5 separate regions of the Mus musculus genome follow, and all the other regions are linked to region 1. A link is a contact called in public HiChIP or PLAC-seq and promoter capture Hi-C data. All regions are on one chromosome and are shown on one strand. The core of a region is the stretch at or near the end of the contact, and the rest is flanking DNA. Distances in the headings are between cores, read along the strand shown.

Evidence for each region. Promoter capture Hi-C pulls out the DNA fragments that hold promoters and counts their contacts. HiChIP or PLAC-seq counts read pairs in DNA pulled down with a chosen protein or histone mark. Capture Hi-C pulls out chosen DNA fragments and counts their contacts.
Region 2: a promoter capture Hi-C map of pre-B cells shows a contact between it and region 1, with 3 times the contacts expected there. The contact joins the promoter of Mfsd8 here to the promoter of Intu in region 1. A contact is called at or near these places in 16 of 39 promoter capture datasets (the 3T3-L1 cell line, 3T3-L1-derived adipocytes, the C10 cell line and 11 more), 1 of 15 datasets of contacts at CTCF or cohesin (pro-B cells), 1 of 484 Hi-C or Micro-C datasets (bone marrow-derived macrophages), 8 of 115 datasets of contacts at active chromatin or transcription factors (CD8 T cells, astrocytes, bone marrow-derived macrophages and 4 more) and 3 of 9 other capture datasets (adipose tissue, liver and macrophages).
Region 3: a contact with region 1 is called in an H3K4me3 HiChIP or PLAC-seq map of bone marrow-derived macrophages, with 6 times the contacts expected there. The contact joins the promoter of 6430590A07Rik here to the promoter of Intu in region 1. A contact is called at or near these places in 13 of 39 promoter capture datasets (the 3T3-L1 cell line, the C10 cell line, the HPC-7 cell line and 8 more), 3 of 115 datasets of contacts at active chromatin or transcription factors (astrocytes, bone marrow-derived macrophages and embryonic stem cells) and 2 of 9 other capture datasets (adipose tissue and liver).
Region 4: a contact with region 1 is called in a promoter capture Hi-C map of adipose tissue. The contact joins the promoter of Larp1b here to the promoter of Intu in region 1. A contact is called at or near these places in 8 of 39 promoter capture datasets (the 3T3-L1 cell line, the C10 cell line, the HPC-7 cell line and 3 more), 2 of 484 Hi-C or Micro-C datasets (LSK cells and bone marrow-derived macrophages), 5 of 115 datasets of contacts at active chromatin or transcription factors (the SCID.adh cell line, bone marrow-derived macrophages, craniofacial prominence and 2 more) and 4 of 9 other capture datasets (adipose tissue, liver, macrophages and 1 more).
Region 5: a contact with region 1 is called in a promoter capture Hi-C map of liver. The contact joins the promoter of Plk4 here to the promoter of Intu in region 1. A contact is called at or near these places in 18 of 39 promoter capture datasets (the C10 cell line, the HPC-7 cell line, the SN4741 cell line and 11 more), 1 of 15 datasets of contacts at CTCF or cohesin (the NIH/3T3 cell line), 17 of 484 Hi-C or Micro-C datasets (Sertoli cells, bone marrow-derived macrophages, embryonic fibroblasts and 7 more), 29 of 115 datasets of contacts at active chromatin or transcription factors (the NIH/3T3 cell line, the SCID.adh cell line, acute myeloid leukemia and 19 more) and 4 of 9 other capture datasets (adipose tissue, embryonic stem cells, liver and 1 more).

The regions. Positions count from the first base shown.
Region 1 is chr3:40,538,296-40,542,216 of GRCm38.p6, reverse strand. Intu (inturned planar cell polarity protein) reads right to left here and starts at 1,450. Exons shown (of 16, transcript NM_175515.5): 1 at 1,208-1,450. The coding sequence starts at 1,353.
Region 2 is chr3:40,845,082-40,849,327 of GRCm38.p6, reverse strand. Mfsd8 (major facilitator superfamily domain containing 8) reads left to right here and starts at 2,474. Exons shown (of 12, transcript NM_028140.5): 1 at 2,474-2,687. The coding sequence starts at 2,623. It also overlaps the pseudogene Gm2011.
Region 3 is chr3:40,891,529-40,895,661 of GRCm38.p6, reverse strand. 6430590A07Rik (RIKEN cDNA 6430590A07 gene) reads left to right here and starts at 1,558. Exons shown (of 3, transcript NR_166482.1): 1 at 1,558-1,714. Abhd18 (abhydrolase domain containing 18) reads right to left here and starts at 1,403. Exons shown (of 13, transcript NM_026622.4): 1 at 1,219-1,403.
Region 4 is chr3:40,948,870-40,953,090 of GRCm38.p6, reverse strand. Larp1b (La ribonucleoprotein domain family, member 1B) reads right to left here and starts at 2,441. Exons shown (of 10, transcript NM_001040399.2): 1 at 2,407-2,441.
Region 5 is chr3:40,798,440-40,802,579 of GRCm38.p6, reverse strand. Plk4 (polo like kinase 4) reads right to left here and starts at 2,629. Exons shown (of 16, transcript NM_011495.2): 1 at 2,297-2,629; 2 at 1,485-1,580; 3 at 700-795; 4 at 508-622. The coding sequence starts at 2,326.

The DNA of each region.
Region 1 (3,921 bases), core at 201-2,700:
TGCCTTGCAGCTTTGGCCGTGAAGGGAGTTCTCAGATTGGAGGTACTGCTATGTAGAATGGCAACCCAGGCCTGCTTCAAGGTCCTGCCTTGAAGCCCTTCACTCATAACGGACCCTGACCTGGGGTCTAAGTTGCCTTTGGTCATAATTTCTTACCACAGCAACCAACCACAAAGTTTTAAATCATTTTTTAAGATGACAACAACAGCTTACAAAGTTGATATTTTTACATCTGTGTGAAGTTTTAAGACTACAATCTCTCTGTAGTAAGCTTCTAGAGTGGATTTGAGCAGGTTTTCCCCTTACTTTTAGTGACAAAAAAGAATGTGTTACATACTGTTGATTGAAGATGATCAGTTATTCATAACTGCTAGTTCCAACTGCACATAGGATGTTCCCCTAAAAGTATGGACAGCCTTTGGGCACACAGTGACCTGAATCCTTTCACTAATAATCATTCTAAGTTATCAGTAGTTATTCCAAGAAGTCCTTAATCCATAGCAACAGGGATAGATTCCTTAAGAATTGAAATACTGTGACTCAAAATAACTTACTTATGATATTACCAAGAATTCTGACTTGAAATAAAAGAAACCCTGGGGTTGAACAGAAAAATACAGCCTGACTATCCTAAAGCCAGAGAGAATGTCTTGATAGTGAGGCTCCTCTTTATGCTATCATTTCCACAAGAGGAAAAAAACACCTCCCTAATATTAAATAGTTGCCTCACAAAGTGTGTGTACGGTGTCTCTCCCCAGCAAATACTCAGGAGTCTGAGGGTGCAGAGGGACTTCATAAGTTAGGTGTGTTTGCTGCTCTTGGAGAAGACTGGAGTTCAGTTCCAAGCACCAACATGCTTGCTCACAACCCGGGAAAACACTAGTTCCAGGGATTCAATGCCCTCTTCTGGCCTCTGTGGGCACCTGCACTTATGTGCAGATACCCACACAAAGACACACAGGTACATGTAATAAAAAAATAATAAAAATAAATGTTAAAGAATGCTCTAAGACACAGTGAGGTAAGAAGGCAGTGCTACAGAGCACAACAATGATCCTTCACAGACACAGAACCCACCAGAGGCAGGGACCCCCACCCCCACCCCCACCCCTTATCCAGAAACCGGAGCAAGCCCGCCAGCGAACTGCTCCCCGCTCCCCGTGCGTGCGAGCAAGGGCAGGGGACCCGCAGTCTCCAGGAGCCTTACGTGTCACTGCTGGCTGAGGAGTAGGAGCCCAAGCTGCTGGCCCCGGCGTCGGAGTCGCCTTCCTCCTCTTCCTCTTCCTGTGAGGACAGGTCTCCAGGGAGCTCGGGCGGGCGCCCACGCGAGTCTCCCCTCGCAAGGCCCGCCATCCTCTGGGTCGCGAGAGCTCCGGGGCAGAAGCTCAGACGCCAGAGCCCGCCAGCCGCGCCTCCAGCAGCGCCGCCATTTTGCCAGGTCGGGCCACGTGACCCCGATACTCAGTTGCGATTGGCTGAGGCGCCGGTTGCCTGGGAGACGGGGAAGCTTCCCGGTACAGACGCTGAGCATTTTTGGGGGGGGGGGGGCTGTGCAAACTTCTTTGCTGTTTGGCATTTCCCCACGCTCTTCCACGCGACGAGCCAGGCTGAGACTCGTTTTTCCCTTTTCCTTTTTTTCTTTTCATATTGACAGTTTGCACACTGTCTTGTTTTCTTTTTTCTATTATGTTTTAAAATTGTGATCCAAAAGATTCCGTTTGGCTAGTTTTGGGGCGGTTTTTGTTTGTCTTATTTTGATAAACAGTACCTTAGAGGTAAAGACCCTCTTCCATGCACCTCTAGGTGCTAATGCAAATCTCTCAATTCTTTTTTTTTTTAATTTATTTGTGATTTGTGAATAGTTACATCAACTATGTTTAGGTACATAATCGCTATCTTTGTGTCATCCATTGCTGACTCAATTACATTCTGTCTCTATTCATAGCCATTCTAAATATTTGCATACAATGAAGTAAATATTTTTCTGTAATTAAATTTAAAAACAGGGCTTAATGAATTAAGAATGAGTATACAGCTAGCAGGCAACAAAGCCAACCAAGAAATGAACTTTAAGCATTAATTACAACACGCTACATTTTCTCCTCAGGAGTCAATTCTCCAGGTCCCCTTTTCTGTGGTTTCATCTTCCAAGATCAGACAAAGTGTGAAAGTATTAGGTGATAAGTTCCAGAATGGAACGAGTTCTAGATTGTGCATCACTCTGGGTTATGTGGGGAAATCTCACAGTCTTGCTCCATCCCACTTGGTAGTAAACTTCCTTTTGTTGGGTGTATGTACATTGTCTATGTAACGCACCTGTTAGTCACTTATAGTCGCTGACTAGTTAGAAGACAAGCCACCAAAGCATCACACCACACTGACTGTATTTAAGTAGGACTATCAACAGTAGGTTACAGTGCCTAAATGATGCACATAATATCACTCTGTGTCTAGGAAAAAAATCACCAAAGAAATGCCTGTGACCTCAAAAGGTATGGAGACTTCTTCCCAGAAGCAAGCAAGCAGTGGACATCAACAGCATCAACCTAATCCAGTGAACATCAGCAGAGTCTATGAAAGCCAGTGAACCCTAATCCAGAAATTTTGAAGCTCAAACCCTACATGTTGAGGATCACTCCCCAAGACTGCTCCTCTTTACTGCCCTGCGCTTTAAGATGGCAGTCAGGAGACCCAGCTTGTTTTTACTTGTCCACTGCCTGCAAAATGAGGTTTCCATAGCTCTCTCCTTGCGCTTGACTAATCTATTTGAGCAGCTTACAGATTCAGGAAAATTCTTATAGTTACCCTTTTACTGTACATCATTACAAAGAATATAGACCAAAAGATTCACAGGGGAGGTATGGGAGAAGGGATGGTGTCTCAGTGGCTTTTGTCAGTGGTCTCTCTCCAAGTCCCTCCATGTACTCATAGATCTGGAGGCTCTCTGAACCTTTTAGAAACGGAGTCACATAGGCCAGACTGCTAACAGGCTGAGTGGGAAGACTCAATAATGCCTGTGTGTATCTATTCTTTTGCATTTCTTTCTCCTGGGGATGAGGCATGACCCCTCTGAGATGACAAGTGCCTTATAGCCTACTGTCAGACGGGGGGGGGGGGGGGGTGTCACTGTAATAAGGGGACTTTCCATAATAGTTACGTTAAATTTTGATAAAATGTGTATACCTTTTACTTCTGTTATCTCAAACAATAACATTTAGCCAAGATTTTATTTCCAAATAAAAGGGCTTTAAGGCACCTTTTTGATAAGTTAGCCATTTGTTTGTTTGCTTGCTTGTTTAATGATTTGCTTGGGACAGGGTTTCATTGTGTAGCCCTGGGTGGCCTGGAACTTTAGACCAGGATAGCTGGGTAGCTCTCTCTCTCTCTCTCTCTCTCTCTCTCTCTCTCTCTCGATTTATTTATTTATTTTATGTTTAGAATTGCTCTGTTTTCATATACACTAGAAGAGGGAATCAGATTCCATTACAGATGGTTGTGAGGCACCATGTGAGTGCTGGGAATTGAACTCAGGATCTTTGGAAGAGTAGCTCGTATCTGCTGAGCCATCTCACCACCACCACCACCACCACCCCGCCCCCAGGCTGGCTTTATATTCACAGAGATTGTCCTGCCTCTGCTTCCCAAGTGCTTGGAAGTAAAGATGTACACTGCTGTGCTTGGTTGCATTTCTTCACTTTTAAAGCAACCTATTAGATATTTAAAAAGTAAAAGATTTTAAAATATTTTATCTTATGTATATAAGTTTTTGCCTGCAGGTATATCTCTGTACTCTGTGCATTCCTGGTGTTCTTAGAGGCCAGAAGAGGGCTGCAGACCCCCTAGAATGTGAGTTCCAGACAGTTGTGAGCTTCCATGTAGGTTCTGGGACTTGATCTAATCCAGGTCCTCTAGAAGGGCAGC
Region 2 (4,246 bases), core at 1,225-3,724, 310 kb before region 1:
GTGTATGTATGCATGCATGTTCCTAGTGCTTATTGATGTCTAAAGAGGGCATCAGATTCCTCAGAATTAGATGACATGTTACCATGTGGAAATTGAATTTTGATCCTCTGCAAGAGCCATAAGTGCTTTTAAGGTCTGGATCAACTCTCCAGCCCATGTCACACATTAAAATCTCTCTAGCTCGCTCTCTCTCTGTCTCTCTGTCTCTCTGTCTCTGTCTCTGTCTCTCACACACACACACACACACACACACACACACACACCAGCTATTCTTAGGCTACTGATTTAATTGCTTTTATACTGAAGAAGAGTAGGAAAATAAGTGGGAGGGATGTAACTATTCTAAAAAATCATTGAAGAAAACCCAACAAGGGGTTGGATGTATAGCTCAGTTGATAACTTTCCCGTTAAACACTTGAAAGGTTTAGTGGAATTCCTAGCATCACCAAAAGAGAAAAGGGGGTAGAGTGGGGGGACAAATACCTAAGTCCCCAATTTTTGAGTAATACATTCAGAGAGGTTTAGTCTCTTCAACTTTGACTCTTTTTTCTTGGTGGACTATTTAAAAAATATAAAACAAAACAATACAAACAAAAACCACTGTTTGTCCTCCCCCATGTTGCTTTGATTGCTACCTTTGATATGTTTCTGAGTTTATTTAGACTTTAGGAGTTGTCTGTGTCCTCACTGAATGTGTTTTTGTTGTCTGAATTCATCACTTGGAGACAGTAATGGAAAGACCTGAGTTTCCCCACTTAGCTGTGTGACCTTGAGTGAGCCACCTCAACTGGAAAGTAGAAAACTATACTTGGCCTAATACAGAGCAACAAATTATTTCATTTAAATAAACACTAAATACTTGCTTTGCTATTAGGAAATATGAGAAAATATTCTTGATATTCTGTTTACAGGAAACCTGGTGGTAAACAGCACAGGTTTTGTTGTTAGAGGAGTCCTGTTTCTTGAATTCAAGCTACTGTTGGTTAGCTCTGTAGCCCTCTGCCATCTTCCTATTCTCTCTGCCTTTCACTTCTTTGTCTACTTGAGTCAATCTCTCTCCTCTTTAGAAAACCATTGTAGGGATGAAATGAGGACCCGAATAAGAATAAAATTTCTTTCAACATATACCAAATTGTACTTGATGGAATGCTAGTTAAATTTTTCTTCCTCTATTACATATGAGTCACAAATTGTGCAACTGTCCAGGGATTAGAAATGACAACCATAACACAGGAAGAATATTGAGGTTAAAAAAAAGGACTTTATTTTCTACCCATCTGTAGTCTTGGAACCAATAACGAGAATCTCCTTGTTTCTGTTACTATAGATAAATGTGCAGGACTGAATACAATGAAGTATCTAATAATCAGGATTGGATTCAAAGATAATTAACAGAAGACATTTCAAGTTTAACAGTTCTCTAGTAGGGTATGCCTGATTGGCTGCACATGAGATGATCACAAATGAAAGATCAAAGGAGAGGAGATGGGAATACCACACAACAGAGAGCTCCTGAGGCAGGACAAACGCTAAGCGTTCAAGGAGTTCAAGAATTGAGACTGGGCCCCAACTCTGAGAGATTCCGGGTAACTTATCTCGACCTCCGGTCTTGATCAGATAGATAAGTATCTGCTTTACCCGTGTCCTAGGAGAGATGTGATCCAATGAAATCACATGACAATCTTATCTATAGTTAAGAAAACATTACTTTAGGAGACACACGATGACTTCTAGCAGCAATTAGCTGACAAGTCCAATGGCAGGGACAGAGACTAGGAAGTCAACAGTATCTGAGTCTGTTGAGTGTTTATGTTCCTGGTGCTGAAAGCAGCGGGTTGGAGCTAAGCAGGCTTTGCCTAGGGGCTGGTTTTTTGCAAAGTTGAGGTTCTGGGGCCCGGAACCAGCGAGGTTGTAGCCTCCTCAGACCCGACCTTCAGTCCCCTCAAGTGAGGAGCCGGCGGGGGCATCAGTGTCTGGCTGCCATCAGCCGCGACTTCCAAGTCTCTCAGGAGCGGAGTCAGGGGTATAACAGCGGCTGCCTACCATCAGCCTCATCCTCAGTCCCTTTCAGGTGAGGCGCTGATGGCCAGCAGGGTTGGGTCACAGGGGTCCCCAACGCCCTCTGTCGGACAGGACACTGCTGCCTTCATGCCGCCTTGCACGTAAGCAGATGACAGAGGCTGTTACTTACAGGCCGCTCGCCGAGGCACACCTGAAGGGGAACTCGCCAAGCCTCTGGCCACCACCGCTCTCCACGCTTAAGGCACCGGACTTTCGCCTCAGCTCGGACAGCAGAGAGCTGAATCTGCTCAGGTACAAAACAGCAGGCGAGCTGCCAGCCAGCCTGACAGGGAGGACGTCCTCGGGGCGGGGCGTGGCGTCCGCGGGACACGCCCCCAGAGGCCGGCTCTGGCCTTGCTCCACCTCTTCCGGCCTTCTCTCTGTTTGCCACCACCGCCTCCTGCAGGGCCCACACACTTCACATTTCCCTTCGGCTGCCGGTCCGCTTCCGGCCTCACGGCGCGCAAGCGCACTCGTAGGAGTGTTTTGACAGCTCCGGGCCTGGAGAAGGAGCAGGTGTCGCGAGAGTGGGCAGCGCGCCGCCTAGCGAGAGCTGGAATTATGGCGAACCTGGGAAGTGAGGCCGAGCGGGAGCCCCTCTTGGGCCCGGGATCACCCGGAAGCAGGTGAGCAGGCGGGTGGGACTAGCTGGGAACAGTGAGTCCACTGTCCGGACCCGAAACCCGGCTGCACATGCGCATGCCCAGCAACGCCTTCGGAGCCGCTTAGGACAGGCTCCGGGATAATGGCGTGTACTTGGGAATAGAGGAGAATCTTGGTGCTTGGAGAACTTGTGTACCTAGAAAGCTGGGCAGGGGGATGCTTCACAAAGGTCACAGCAGTTTCACATTGTAGCCCTTGTGCTGTGTGTCTTAAGCATCTGCCTGAATCCTGTTATGGTAATTCCTTCTTGCTTGAGAGCTTCTTTTTCTTCACTATTTTTCCTTTGTTTTGTATGAAGAAACCTAAGCTGCCTCCTTTACAGCAGACACTGCATTCTGTTGACCCTGTGTAGCTGTCCACTGTCACAAAAGCCCCAAATGGTGGTTTTAACCGACACTCAAGAGCTAAACTTGAGTTAGACTTTTCCTAACCTGCCTAATAACGTCTTCATATTTTGCAAATAAACCCACTTAAAATGACTCACATTTGCTCAGTATCACATGTCCAAAATAAAGACACCTTTAAGCGTTTCATTAGTATTTTCATCCTTGTAATTCTCATTTTGATCCTAATTTATGAGCACTAATTTAGAAAAGTTGGGCTTGTCTTACTGTAGCAATATGTATTCTTACTTTTACGAAGCAATAAGTATTATTTCATCGAGTCTTTTATTTGAAGCGCAGTGTGTGTTTTATTAGGTTCATTTTTTGAGGGGGAACGGGTGGCACATGCATCATGCTTTGTACAGAGGCCAGAGGATGGATTACAATTTTATGTTTCTTGATTTTTATCTTGAGGTGATTAAAATAAGTAGCAGTGTTGACATTTGTTTTAAAAGAGCTGCATCCCCCAGGCCTGTTGAGACCTTCGAAGCTGTTGGCTTCTGCCCTGCTTTTTGCTGTGCCGCAATCCTTTTGGAGTTCTTACAGCTCTATAGTTGCCCTGCGTATTCCACGCCTAGAAGAGGCCATCCCTCTTCTCCCTTTTGAAATCTGTCAGCAACCCTCATTTATGTTACCTGCAACTCCTGCCAACAACTTTTTTTCTTCCAGGCTTGTTATTTGCCGGGACCCTGAAGTTATTTTTACTTACTGTAATTTTGTGCTTCTGATGTACAGGCTCTGCCAGGCTAGAGCTCCCTGTTAGTCACGTGCATAGGGCTGTGGCATTTCCATTTCCTAGCCTTCTTTGTGCTGCTTGCTTTTCTTTTGTTGTATTTCATGTCTGGCCTGTGTTTTCCAGAAAGAGTGTGGGATCCTTGAGTTATATATGTACAGCTAACCACAGAAATATGATTTTGATTGAAATAAGCTTAAACACATTTTCTCTTACTTTTCTCTCCCTTTTAAATAAGTGATTGTGTTAGGCTTCATCTATAGGTGAAGATGGACAGATGTTCCTGTCCATGAAGAGTTCATTAGATTGAACTCTATGTTCTGTGTTTAGCATTTTAAAAATTAAAAGGAAATATGTATGCTGTTTTTAAAATCATAAGTTGATTCCCTAGCTATGACTAACTGCA
Region 3 (4,133 bases), core at 309-2,808, 350 kb before region 1:
GCTACTGTTGGTTAGCTCTGTAGCCCTCCGCCATCTTCCTATTCTCTCTGCCTTTCACTTCTTTGTCTACTTGAGTCAATCTCTCTCCTCTTTAGAAAACCATTGTAGGGATGAAAGAGGGCCTGAATAAGAATAAGATTTCTTTCAACATACACCACATTCTACTTGATGGAATGCTAGTTAAAATTTTCTTCCTCTATTATATAAGAGTCTCAAATTGTGTCACTGTCCAGGGATTAGAAATGACAACCATAACATAGGAAGAATATCGAGGTTAAAAAAAGGACTTTATTTTCTACCCATCTTTAGTCTTGGAACCAATAACGAGAATCTCCTTGTTTCTGTTACTATAGATATATGTGCAGGACTGAATACAATGAAGTATCTAATAATCAGGATTGGATTCAAAGATAATTAACAGAAGACATTTCAAGTTTAACAGTTCTCTAGTAGAATATGCCTGATTGGCTGCACATGAGATGATCACAAATGAAAGATCAAAGGAGAGCAGATGGGAATACCACACAACAGAGAGCTCCTGAGGCAGGACAAATGCTAAGCGCTCAAGGAGTTCAAGAATTGAGACTGGGTCCCAACTCTGAGAGATTCCAGGTAACTTATCTCGACCTCAGGTCTTGATCAGATAGATAAGTATCTGCTTTACCCGTGTCCTAGGAGAGATGTGATCCAATGAAATCACATGACAATCTTATCTAGAGTTAAGAAAACATTACTTTAGGAGACACACGATGACTTCTAGCAGCAATTAGCTGACAAGTCCAATGGCAGGGACAGAGACTAGGAAGTCAACAGTATCTGAGTCTGTTGAGTGTTTATGTTCCTGGTGCTGAAAGCAGCGGGTTGGAGCTAAGCAGGCTTTGCCTAGGGGCTGGCTTTTTGCAAAGTTAAGGTTCTGGGGCCCGGAACCAGCGAGGTTGTAGCCTCCTCAGACCCGACCTTCAGTCCCCTCAAGTGAGGAGCCGGTGGGGGCATCAGTGTCTGGCTGCCATCAGCCGCGACCCCCAAGTCTCTTAGGAGCGGAGTCAGGGGTATAACAGCGGCTGCCTACCATCAGCCTCATCCTCAGTCCCTTTCAGGTGAGGCGCTGATGGCCAGCAGGGTTGGGCCACAGGGGTCCCCAACGCCCTCCCTCGAACCAGGGAACCGCTGCCTTCCTGTCGCCTTGCACGTACGCAGACGACAGAGGCTGTTACTTACAGGCCGCTCGCCGAGGCACACCTGAAGGGGAACTCGCCAAGCCTCTGGCCACCACCGCTCTCCACGCTTAAGGCACCGGACTTTCGCCTCAGCTCGGACAGCAGAGAGCTGAATCTGCTCAGGTACAAAACAGCAGGCGAGCTGCCAGCCAGCCTGACAGGGAGGACGTCCTCGGGGCGGGGCGTGGCGTCCGCGGGACACGCCCCCAGAGGCCGGCTCTGGCCTTGCTCCACCTCTTCCGGCCTGCTCTCTGTTTGCCACCACCGCCTCCTGCAGGGCCCACACGCTTCACACTTCCCTTAGGCTGCCGGTCCGCTTCCGGCCTCGCGGCGCGCACGCGCACTCATAGGAGTGTTTTGACAGCTCCGGGCCTGGAGAAGGAGCAGGTGTCGCGAGAGTGGGCAGCGCGCCGCCTAGCGAGAGCTGGAATTATGGCGAACCTGGGAAGTGAGGCTGAGCGGGAGCCCCTCTTGGGCCCGGGATCACCGGAAAGCAGGTGAGCAGGCGGGTGGGACTAGCTGGGAACAGTGAGTCCACTGTCCGGACCCGAAACCCGGCTGCACATGCGCATGCCCAGCAACGCCTTCGGAGCTGCTTAGGACAGGCTCCGGGATAATCGCGTGTACTTGGGAATAGAGGAGAATCTTGGTGCTTGGAGAACTTGTGTACCTAACAAAGCTGGGCAGGGGGATGCTTCACAAAGGTCACAGCAGTTTCACATTGTAGCCCTTGTGCTGTGTGTCTTAAGCATCTGCCTGAATCCTGTTATGGTAATTCCTTCCTCCTTGAGAATTTCTTTTTCTTCACTATTTTTCCTGTTTTGTATGAAAAAACCTAAGCTGCCTCTTTTACAGCAGACACTGCATTCTGTTGACCCTGTGTAGCTGTCCACTGTCACAAAAGCCCCAAATGGTGGTTTTAACCGACACTCAAGAGCTAAACTTGAGTTAGACTTTTCCTAACCTAATAACTTCTTCATATTTTGCAAATAAACCCACTTAAAATGACTCACACTTTGCTCAGTATCACAGGTCCAAAATAAACACACCTTTAAGCGTTTCATTAGTATTTTCATCCTTGTAATTCTCATTTTGATCCTTATTCATGAGCACTAATTTAGAAAAGTTGGGCTTGTCTTACTGTAGCAATATGTATTTTTACCTTTACGAAGCAGTAAGTATTATTTCATCGAGTCTTTTGTTTGAAGCGCAGTGTGTGTTTTATTAGGTTCATCTTTTGAGGGGGAACAGGTGGCACATGCATCATGGTTTGTACAGAGGCCAGAGGATGGATTACAATTTTATGTTTCTTGATTTTATCTTGAGGTGATTAAAATGAGTAGCAGTGTTGACATTTGTTTTAAAAGAGCTGCATCCCCCAGGCCTGTTGAGACCTTCGAAGCTGTTGGCTTCTGCCCTGCTTTTTGCTGTGCAGCCATCCTTTTGGAGTTCTTAAGCTCTGTAGTTGTCCTGCCTATTCCACGCCTAGAAGAGACCATCCCTCTTCTCCCTTTTGAAATCTGTCAGCAACCCTCATTTATGTTACCTGCAACTCCTGCCAACAACTTTTTTTCTTCCAGGCTTGTTATTTGCCGGGACCCTGAAGTTATTTTTACTTACTGTAATTTTGTGCTTCTGATGTACAGGCTCTGCCAGGCTAGAGCTCCCTGTTAGTCACATGCATAGGGCTGTGGCATTTCCATTTCCTAGCCTTCTTTGTGCTGCTTGCTTTTCTTCTGTTGTATTTCATGTCAGGCCTGTGTTTTCCAGAAAGAGCGTGGGATCCTTGAGTCATAGATGTACAGCTAACCATAGAAATATGATTTTGATTGAAATAAGCTTAAACACATTTTCTCTTACTTTTCTCTCCCTTTTAAATAAGTGATTGTGTTAGGCTTCATCTATAGGTGAAGATGGACAGATGTTCCTGTCCATGAAGAGTTCATTAGATTGAACTCTATGTTCTGTGTTTAGCATTTTAAAAATTAAAAGGAAACATTTTCAGAACAATTCAACAAGTATTCTGTTTTTAAAATCATAAGTTGATTCCCTAGTTATGACTAACTGCAGGGTTTGCTCACTTGTACTTTACTGTACAAAGTTCAGTATAGTAAGCCAGCAGCCCTTATCAAACAAGATTGACTAATCAGGATTTATTGATGTAATTGGCTTAGATCCTTCTTTTCTTGAGTGTCTAGTGCTCTCAACTGACTTCCTTTATGAATTTTATTTAATAGAGCAGAGGCCGACACTTTTTCTGTAATAGACCCATTGGTGTATAGTTTAGGTTTGTTGGTTCAGGCCCAAAGGCAAAGTCATGGATAGCATAGATACTTAGAAGAGAAAATCTGCAGATCATACTAAATGAGTGCATTGTTTAGTCAGTAGGTTGGTCTATTGAGGAGAAACTTGGTCTTTGAAGTTAGTCTTTTGTCATCTGGTAACAACTATTCACCTGTAAACCAGTTTTATCTATCAAGCTAAAGACTGGTGGTGTCTGGATTTGACCTAAAGATTATAGATTGCTAGCCTTACCTTAGGTTTTTTTGAAATACTACAGACACTTCAAATTCTTATTTCAGTATTTGTCAATAAAAGAAATATTACTGCACCCTCTGTCCTTACATGTCTGCACTACCTCCCTCCTCTCTTCCCTCACTCCCTTCCTTTCTTCCTTCCTTTCAAGTAAGTTCTCACTTTGGAGCCCAGGCTGGCTCACAGCTCAGTCTGGTAGAGGCTGGCCTTGAACTTAGGGTCTTCCTGCTTTCCCTCCTTCGTAGTGCAATAACAGTAATAGGCAGGTGCTAGTATGCTTGTCTTACAGTGCAGACCTTTTATTTCTGTCATATGTCTGCAGTTATATTCAGTACTGCTCTCTCCAGATGCTCACCCTTCTTGCTCTCCAGTTCTGAGTCT
Region 4 (4,221 bases), core at 1,192-3,691, 410 kb before region 1:
CCATTACCTCAGCCTAGATGGAGGTCTGGGTTTGTTGCTAGCCTCTATAATTCAGAAAAATGTTTATCAAAACAAACAACAAATAGAAGACATGAACCTATCCATGTCATTAATTTACAAGAATAATGCCAAAAGTCAACTAGCTAGTTAGTAATAACTATACTATCACCCATTTCTTTCAGCAGTACATTCCTTACACCACCACTCTAAGTTACCCATTAGACACTGTAGAACAGCTTAAGAGTCAGCACTGCCACCCTGCCACAGATCTGAGGAAAAGCATTCCCAGTACTGCAGTGACCCCAGGATGTAAGAGTTGTTAATACAGAAACATTGGTGCAACTAGAGCTCCTTTTGAATTTGAGAAAGGTCTGTCTACATAGCCCTGGCTGTCCTGAAACTAAGTAGTAGATTAGGCTGACCTTGAATTCAGAGATCCACTGCCATTCCCTCAAAAGTACTGGAATTAAAGGCCTGGCTTCTGATTTTCTGAGACCTTGGTCTTGAGTGTAATCCAGGCTGGCTTCAAGCTCATAATCCCCTTGTTGGAATTATAGGTATGGGCCACACTCCCAGTAAGTCACTGTATCCTTAATCTAAGGAGGACTGGAGATCCAAGGCACAAGTAGGTTAAACTGTCAAATATTTTTCCAAGTAATCTGCAATAAAATTCTTGGGGGGAGGGGCTAGAAAATCTGCACATACAGCTTGATGATAAAGCACTTGCCCAGCAAGCACAAAGCCCTAGGCTCATCCCCATGAGGGGGGAAAAGAATCTCCAGTTTCACTTTGAAACGTTTTAAAGTCTAGAAAACTGAGTTTATAAAAACTCGGAGCCAGGCGGTGGTGGCGCATGCCTTTAATCCCAGCACCCGGGAGGCAGAGGCAGGTGGATTTCTGAGTTCGAGGACAGCCTGGTCTACAAAGTGAGTTCCAGGACAGCCAAGGCTGTAAAGAGAAACCCTGTCTCCAAAAACCGAAAAGCAAACAAAACAAACAAACAAACAAAACAAAAACAAACACACAAAAAACTCGATTAATATTTCATAGTTCAATAAATATTATAATGCCTAGTACTCTGTGTAAATCTAGATATGGAGGGGTAACAGAGTGATCAACAGGTTTCTCTACGAAATTTTAAGAAGACTTGATATACCATGTTCTCTTCACTTATTTAGCAATGGTAGTAAACTGCTCTTTTCAGCAGGCCAGAATTGTACTAATACAAGATGGAGAGCAAAACTCAGTGCTTTTGTTTTGTTTTTCCTTAAGGTGTCAAAATTTAGTAAGAATTAATAAGGAGAGCAGAATGTCTATAATCCCAGTATCTTGAAGAAGACAGTGACGTGAGGATCAAGAATTCCACAACCCCCTGGGCTACACAAGTAGATAGTGTTTCAAAAAGCAAGCAAAATAACAAAAGCAAATAAGTTAGTGAGCATTTCTGCGTGCAAAACCTAAGAAACTAAATTGGTTCTGCGTGCAAAACCTAAGAAACTAAATTGGTTCAACATTTATCTCCCCCTACAGGAGAGATAAAACAATCACAATTGTACAGGATCCCTTCACCGCATTTGACCCTCACAACCCCATAAACATGCTCAAACTTCGGCTGTTCCACCAACTCTCCCCAGACCAGCGAAAACTTGCCAACAAAACAGCCGCAATTCCCACAGAAAAGTTCAGTTATTTTAGTGCAGTTTTATTAAAAAAAGAAAAAAAAAGAAAAAGGAGAGTTTTACTCAGCATTTCCATTCTAACTTTTTTCTTTTTGACTTCTCTTCGAACGCCTAATCCTCTACATCAATCGGCATACGCCACCAAATACAAGCCAGTCTTCATTTTACTTTCTAACTGCAGTTGCTGCAACCCAAATAAAGCCCCAAGGGCCATATTGCATGGGTCAGCATTCGAACGCAAAGGCACAACCCAATTGCTAACGCGCAGGCTACCGTGGGACCAGCTGTGCGATCCGGACTCTGAATCAACTGTCCTGTGTCAGGCATTCTGAAACACAACCACACAACCGCAAAAACACCTAATACCAGCTGCCTTCACAGCCACATCTACCTAGCAGCTTTTCGAGACTTTCGTTTCACCACCTCACTTCAGGAGCCAGCCCAATCGGACTTCCACTTACAAATCCGCTCGTCCCGACTCGCCTCTACTCTGTGTCAAGTTCCCGGAAACTTTTCCACGGTATTCACCGCGTCTAGGACGCCGACACGTGAAGGCACGAGCCCAGCACAGCCCCGCTGCCCAGTCACCCACGTCGTGCCCCTACCCGTCAAGGAGAACCTGAGGTCCCACCTCTTCCTGTCGCTCCCTCTCCTAGATGTCCATTTATGTAAATCGGCACGGTGAATGACACCTAGGAACCAAACACCTCCCGCGGACCGCACTCACCGGCCTCCGGGGAGTCCTGAGCGGGCGACGGCACGCCGGTGCCCACGGTGGACAGGTGCTGCGGCAGCTTCTTGGTCCACGGGTTCCCCTTTGGCGGCGGCGGCGGCGGCTTGTCCTCCGGGCCGGCTGCCGCTGGGTCCTCGCGGGCGTCCTCCGGTGGGTCCCGCGGTGCTGGCGGCGGCAGCGGCGGCGGTGGTGGTGGCGGCGGCGGAGGCGGCGGCGGCAGCGGCGGAGCCTCCCCGCCGAAGGGACCCCCGGGCGCACGCGCCTTGTGCGCCAGGTGCAGCGCCAGCGGCCTCACGGGCACGGCCGCTTGCGGCACGCTGTGTCCCAGCACGAGCGCCGGCGACGGCTCTCCCCGCGCACCCGCGCTGGTGGCGGCCGCGGCCCGCTCCTCCCTCGCCTCCTTGCCCTCCCGCTCGCCGGGCGCCGGCTGCTCCGCCCGCCGGCTCGTCGCTGCCAACAGCGCGTCCCGGTCTCCGGCCACGGCGGGCGGGTCCTCCCGGGTGGCAGCGGCGGGCACCGGGGCGCGAGCGGACATGGCCGGCCCCTGGCCCCAGCCTCCTGCCCAGCCGGGGGCCGTCCGGGTCCAGGGAGCCCGGCCGCCCCTCTCTCCACACGGGGGCACCGACCCGCTTCGGTCCTGGGACGCGGAACCCGCCCGCCGAGGCGTGCAGCGCCCGGCGTGCCCGTCCTCCCCGCCCGCCGAGCGGAGCGCTAACCGCCCGCCGCCTGGCCTCGTCGCAGCGCACGGCCGGAGCTCGCCACTCGCGCCGGGCGCGCCCGAGCCGCGAGCCCTCAGCGGGCGCGGGCGACAACGCGGCGCTCCAGCCAGTCTGAAGGATCTCTGGCGAGCTGCGGAGGCGCGCGCGGCCTGAGCCGGTAACTGTCCCTGAGGGCGGGGCATGCAGAGGGCGAGGCAGCCAGGGGCGGGGCGTGCAGAGGGCGAGGAAGGCTACTGGGCGGGGCGTACAGAGGGCGAGGAGGGCCAATGGGCGGGGTGGCCAGGTAGGCGGGGCGTTTATAGGCTGAGGCGGGCCGATGGGCTGGGCGTGCGGAGGCGGAGGCGTCCAAGAGGCGGGGCGCGCAAGGGGAAAGGCGTGCCAGTGGGCGGGGCGTGATGTAGGCAAGAGCCAAGATAATCAGCGTTCAGTAGGCCAGGTGCCCAAGGACCAGGGCGAGGGCCAGTCAGGGTGAGGGGCGGGGCGGGTAGAGGGCGAGGCAGGTTAGGGGGCGGGCACCCTGGAAAGTGACGTGGCCACTTGCGGGCATTCCCTAAACGCTGCGGGCGACCGCGGCCTGTGGAGTCTTCCCGAATGCGGCGGGCATGGTTTGATGAGAGCCCCGCCCTAGCGGATCGCGAGGATGAACCTGCTACGCTTGGGGAGCATCTTACGTCTGTGACCCAGGGACTAGGAGGACAATCTTCAGGAACCAGGAGGACCAGAAAGTCCATTTGCGCTAAGGTGAAACGCTTCAGGCTTTTCACGAGGGCGGGTCCTCAGGACCCAGGAAAAGTTTCCCAGTAACGATGTGGGCTCCAATAGGCACTCCTGATCCGGAGCCAAGTTCAAGTGAAGACCCAGCCTCGACATTACAAGAAGTGCACTTGTCGGTCCTGATTCTAACCTACAGACAACGAAATGATTCTTTAGTGCTCTTGAGTAAAACGAACACTAGACATTTCGCCACCTTTTTCATTTTTCATTTTTTTTCAGTGGGTTTTGATGTTTTCATCAAACTAAGTCTCCTGTAGCACAAGTTGACCTCGATCTCGAGGCTGGCCGTGAGCCTACCATTCTAGTCCAGGTTGCC
Region 5 (4,140 bases), core at 1,380-3,879, 260 kb before region 1:
TCATAGACAGAGGCACACTTATACACATGCCTTAAAAACAGAAAAGAAATTGTTGAGGCTGAAAGGATGGCCCAGTGGATAAGAGTCCTAGCTCACCACCCAGAGGACCTGGATTCACAACACTCACATGGTACCTCACAATCAGGTTCCAGGGGATCTAATTTCTTCCTCTGAACTCCCTGAGCACCAGGCACACATACAGTGTACAGACACACAAGCAGGTAAAGACTCAATACATGCAAAAAAATAAAATAAAATAAATTTAAATATGTATTACTAATCTGGGTGTAGTGGCTTATACTTTTAATCCCAGCACTCATGAGAGAGGGGTAAACTGTGAGTTTGAGACCAGCCTAGGACAGCCAGAGTCCTTGCATCAACAAAACAAAATTACACAAATGTTATAAAAATACCACATTTTTCAAAACCACACATTGAAAAGCCAAGTTTTACCAAACAGAACAGAGAGAGACAAATTCCACACCCCAACCCCCAAAAGACACCCACCTTCCCTTTCTGAGAAAGGCTTCATTCTGTTCTTCAGATATCTGTTCATTTCTCCATTGTGGCACATTTCCAATACCAGGTAGACATAATTGTTATCTTCAAAGTAATTATAGAGCTAAAACAGAAAAGGGTGCCGTCAACTATACGAACATCCAGCTTTCCTTAACTACTTTAATACATCTGGTATCTTACCTCCAAGACAGAGGGGTGTTTCAACTGGCAATGTATTTTCACCTCATTTTGGACTCTCTGTACCATTCCAGCTTTGTACATGGCTTTCTTATCTATCTAAAAATAAGAGGGCAGATTTATTTGTTGATTTTTATGGTTGTGGCTTGATCTAGAGCCCTGTGCATGCTAGAGAAAAGCACTCTACCACCTAGCTATACCCCTAAGCCCAGACAAAAGCTCAAACAACAACCTATAATTGTAAGAAGTCTTTTTTTTTTAATATAGTCTTTGAAGTCAGTTTACTCCTATCTGTGCTCTGCCCTCGACCTAACAGAGTACATTCCCAGTATGTCCAGTGCATTTATGTGATAGCAGAGATTGGCCCTGGAGTTAGGATTTTCTTTTTCCCAACTCTTCAGAACTGGGATCACAGGCTGACCATAATGGTATTCTTGGACCGTTACAGCCACAAATGAGCATATTATTATTATAAATTGCTGACTTCTCATTACCTTAAGTATTCATAGCAACAAAATGTACTGGTCTCCTGAACCCTAGTAAAGTATAAAACTTCACTTAAGCAAGGTTAAGAGTCTCTTAAATGTCCTTAAATTCAGATGCTGTACTTAACAGCTGTCTTTTGGTTATGCAATGTATTATGCAATTATTACAAATGCACACATTTGGCAGGGTGGCAAGGTGCAGTCTTTAGCAGATAATGAGTGGGACATTTTAAATAGCATGCCTTCATTGCTCTCTAGTACCTTGCAAAAATACTGAAGAAACAATAACTAATACATTCTTACCATTTTGATTGCAACTTCCAAACCAGTGTGTATGGACTCAGCTCTGTAGACACCAGCAAATGATCCTTTACCGAGTAGATTTCCAACCTTAAAGTCCTTTTAAAAAAAAAATTAAGGATTACACGTGAGGAATCGCAGATCTAGAAAGTAAGAAAGTTGGGTAGGGGATGGGATGTGAAATGGGCCAAAGAGAAAAGGAGACATGGTTCAAGCAGCTGCCACACCTCGATGATGCAGGTGTCTGGGGTGGAAGGCATCTTGACGCTCTGAGAGATTTTCTGAGCTCCCTCCCTGATGGAGGCTAAGGACTCTAATGAGCTGGTTAGCTCGGGTCCCTCCTCTGGCCCACCAGGTTCCCGCCGCAGCTCCCGCCACGGTAACCGCCATCCCCGGGGAGGGGGCAAGCGGAGCGCGGCTTTGGAGGCGGGAGTGCGGACCCGACGCCAAGGGACCAGGACCGGGCGGGGCCCGCAGCTGGAGACACACCTGCGGGGTACAAGGCGCTCCCCTCCGGGCGGGGCTCCAGGGGGCGGGTCGCTTCGCCTGTCCCTCGGCGATCAGCCCCGCCACCGCCACCGCGCCTGCCCGCCTCATCCCCGCTTTACTAGTGTCACTGAGCACCAGTGAGCGCCTGAGCCAGACTGGGCCTCAGCCTCAGCCCGCTAACCCGTCTGGTCTCCCGTGTGTTTGTGCCGAGCCACAATGGACCTCCCCTCAGCACTGCGCTCGGTTCACCTCAGCTCACTGGGTCCCGGAATACCAGAGTCCGCCTCCATCGGACCTTCCCTCAGCTCCGCGCCCGCCGGCCTCACCTCGATCCTCTCCCCGATGCACGCCGCCATGTTCCCGAGCCGCCGGCGCCCGGGGCTCGGCCTTCTCGCAGTCCCTCCGAGGCAGCGCTCCGAGAAGCCAGCAGGTCTTGGCGCCCATCAGGACGCCTTCTCTACGCCGCCGCTGGCGACGCCGCCAACGCCACCGAAAGGTACCCCCGGTACCTCCCGAGGCCTGGGCGGCGCCCCGGAGCTCCCATTTTGAAAAATTCCCGCCGGTCTCCGAACGAGCCAGCCTGGCGGTGACGTCAGCACACTCTCCACTTCTTAGAGGCGGAGACCGACACGCATGCGCAGCAGGGGCTTTCCCTCGCTCTAGGCCGGAAGTGGGTTTTAAGTTTGACGGAAAGCGGTCAGTGTACGACTGACCGTAGCGCGGACGCTAATAATAGGTTACGTTTTGACCTGAAGGATAATAGGGCTTTGGCTTCCCGCAGAAAGTCTTTTAAATAAGTGTGTAGGTTTGGCCTAAAGAGAACTAGGGGGAAAAGTCCATTACTTTCCTTAGAACAGCCCCGAACCCGCCAGCCCACCATGTACACCGTTGTGCCATTTTCCTTTTTTACAGCTATTAATGTGTGGTGCTTTAAGATGAACTGTATAGGGAAAACACCGACTCTAAAGTAAAAAAAGCCTGGGGATGTACCTAAGTGGTAAAATGCTTTCCAAGCGTGGACATGTCCTTGGGTTCTAGTTTCTTCTTTCCCAGCAACCCGCTGCCCGGACAGATATTAAAGGTTGGACACAGCGACGCACTGGGGTTGAGTCAGTCCATTCTTGGACTCTAAGGAGTTCCAGGCTAACCTGGGCTACCAATCTTACAAATTTATTTTGAGCCATATGTGAGTGACCTAGGCTAAGTCATTTTCCTCTAAAAATGTTTTGAAGAAAGAGTAGTGGTATGGATCTTTACATTAGTTGCTAGTAAATAATCCGACAGGGGTTTGCTTTTTAGCCTAATTGTTTTGAGATTTTTTAATCAGATGCAAAAAGATCCAAAGTAGTGACTTGTTTTCTGAAGATCCTCAATAGTGTGTTCTCTCTGTGTCTGTGTTTTATCTCAACTCCTAATAGTGTTCCAATCCAGGTCTAGATTGCTATCCCCAAATGCCAGTGATTCCAGGACAAGAAGTGAGGCAAGGAAAGATTCATTTGGAAAGACAGCAAATCAGAGATGATGGCACCTGGGTGGTCAGGGGGTCTATCAACAAAGATGAGTCGTCTTAGTGGGGGCCTGTGTCTCCAAGGGCAATTTATAGTTAGGAATAAGAGGAATAGGCTAGCGGGCACTTTTAAAAGGTTCTATGCTGAGTGAGGTCCTCATTTAGGACCTTTTTGTCTTTGGCTGCAGTATCCTTGAGACAATTAAGGCCAACCTCCACACATATTTAAATGAACACGTTATCCTGCAAGCAAGGCATCACTTCACAAGTTTCATGCTTTTCAGACACTGTGCACATCTCAGGGGTAGGAGATACCGACATAGTGAGTGAGACCTAGCTGCTGTGGGAGAGAGCCATATTTGCCTATCAGTACTCAATGCTGTCAGCTAGCCTCCTGTTATCCACGTCCAGGGGCTCTGATGCCACCTTCTGGCTCCTATCGACATAGCACTCATGTACACAAACCTATACTCACATAAACTCACGTTATAAAAATAAAATCTACAAACAAAAAAGCTGATCTCATGTACAGAACTTTCTCAAAGCTGTTTGAAAACAAAGCACCGTGCCTGCCGGATGGAGCTTGTGTGAAGATACTTTATAATGAACACGTAATTTACGTACACACAGGAATGATTGCACATCAAAAACAAAAACCTGCAA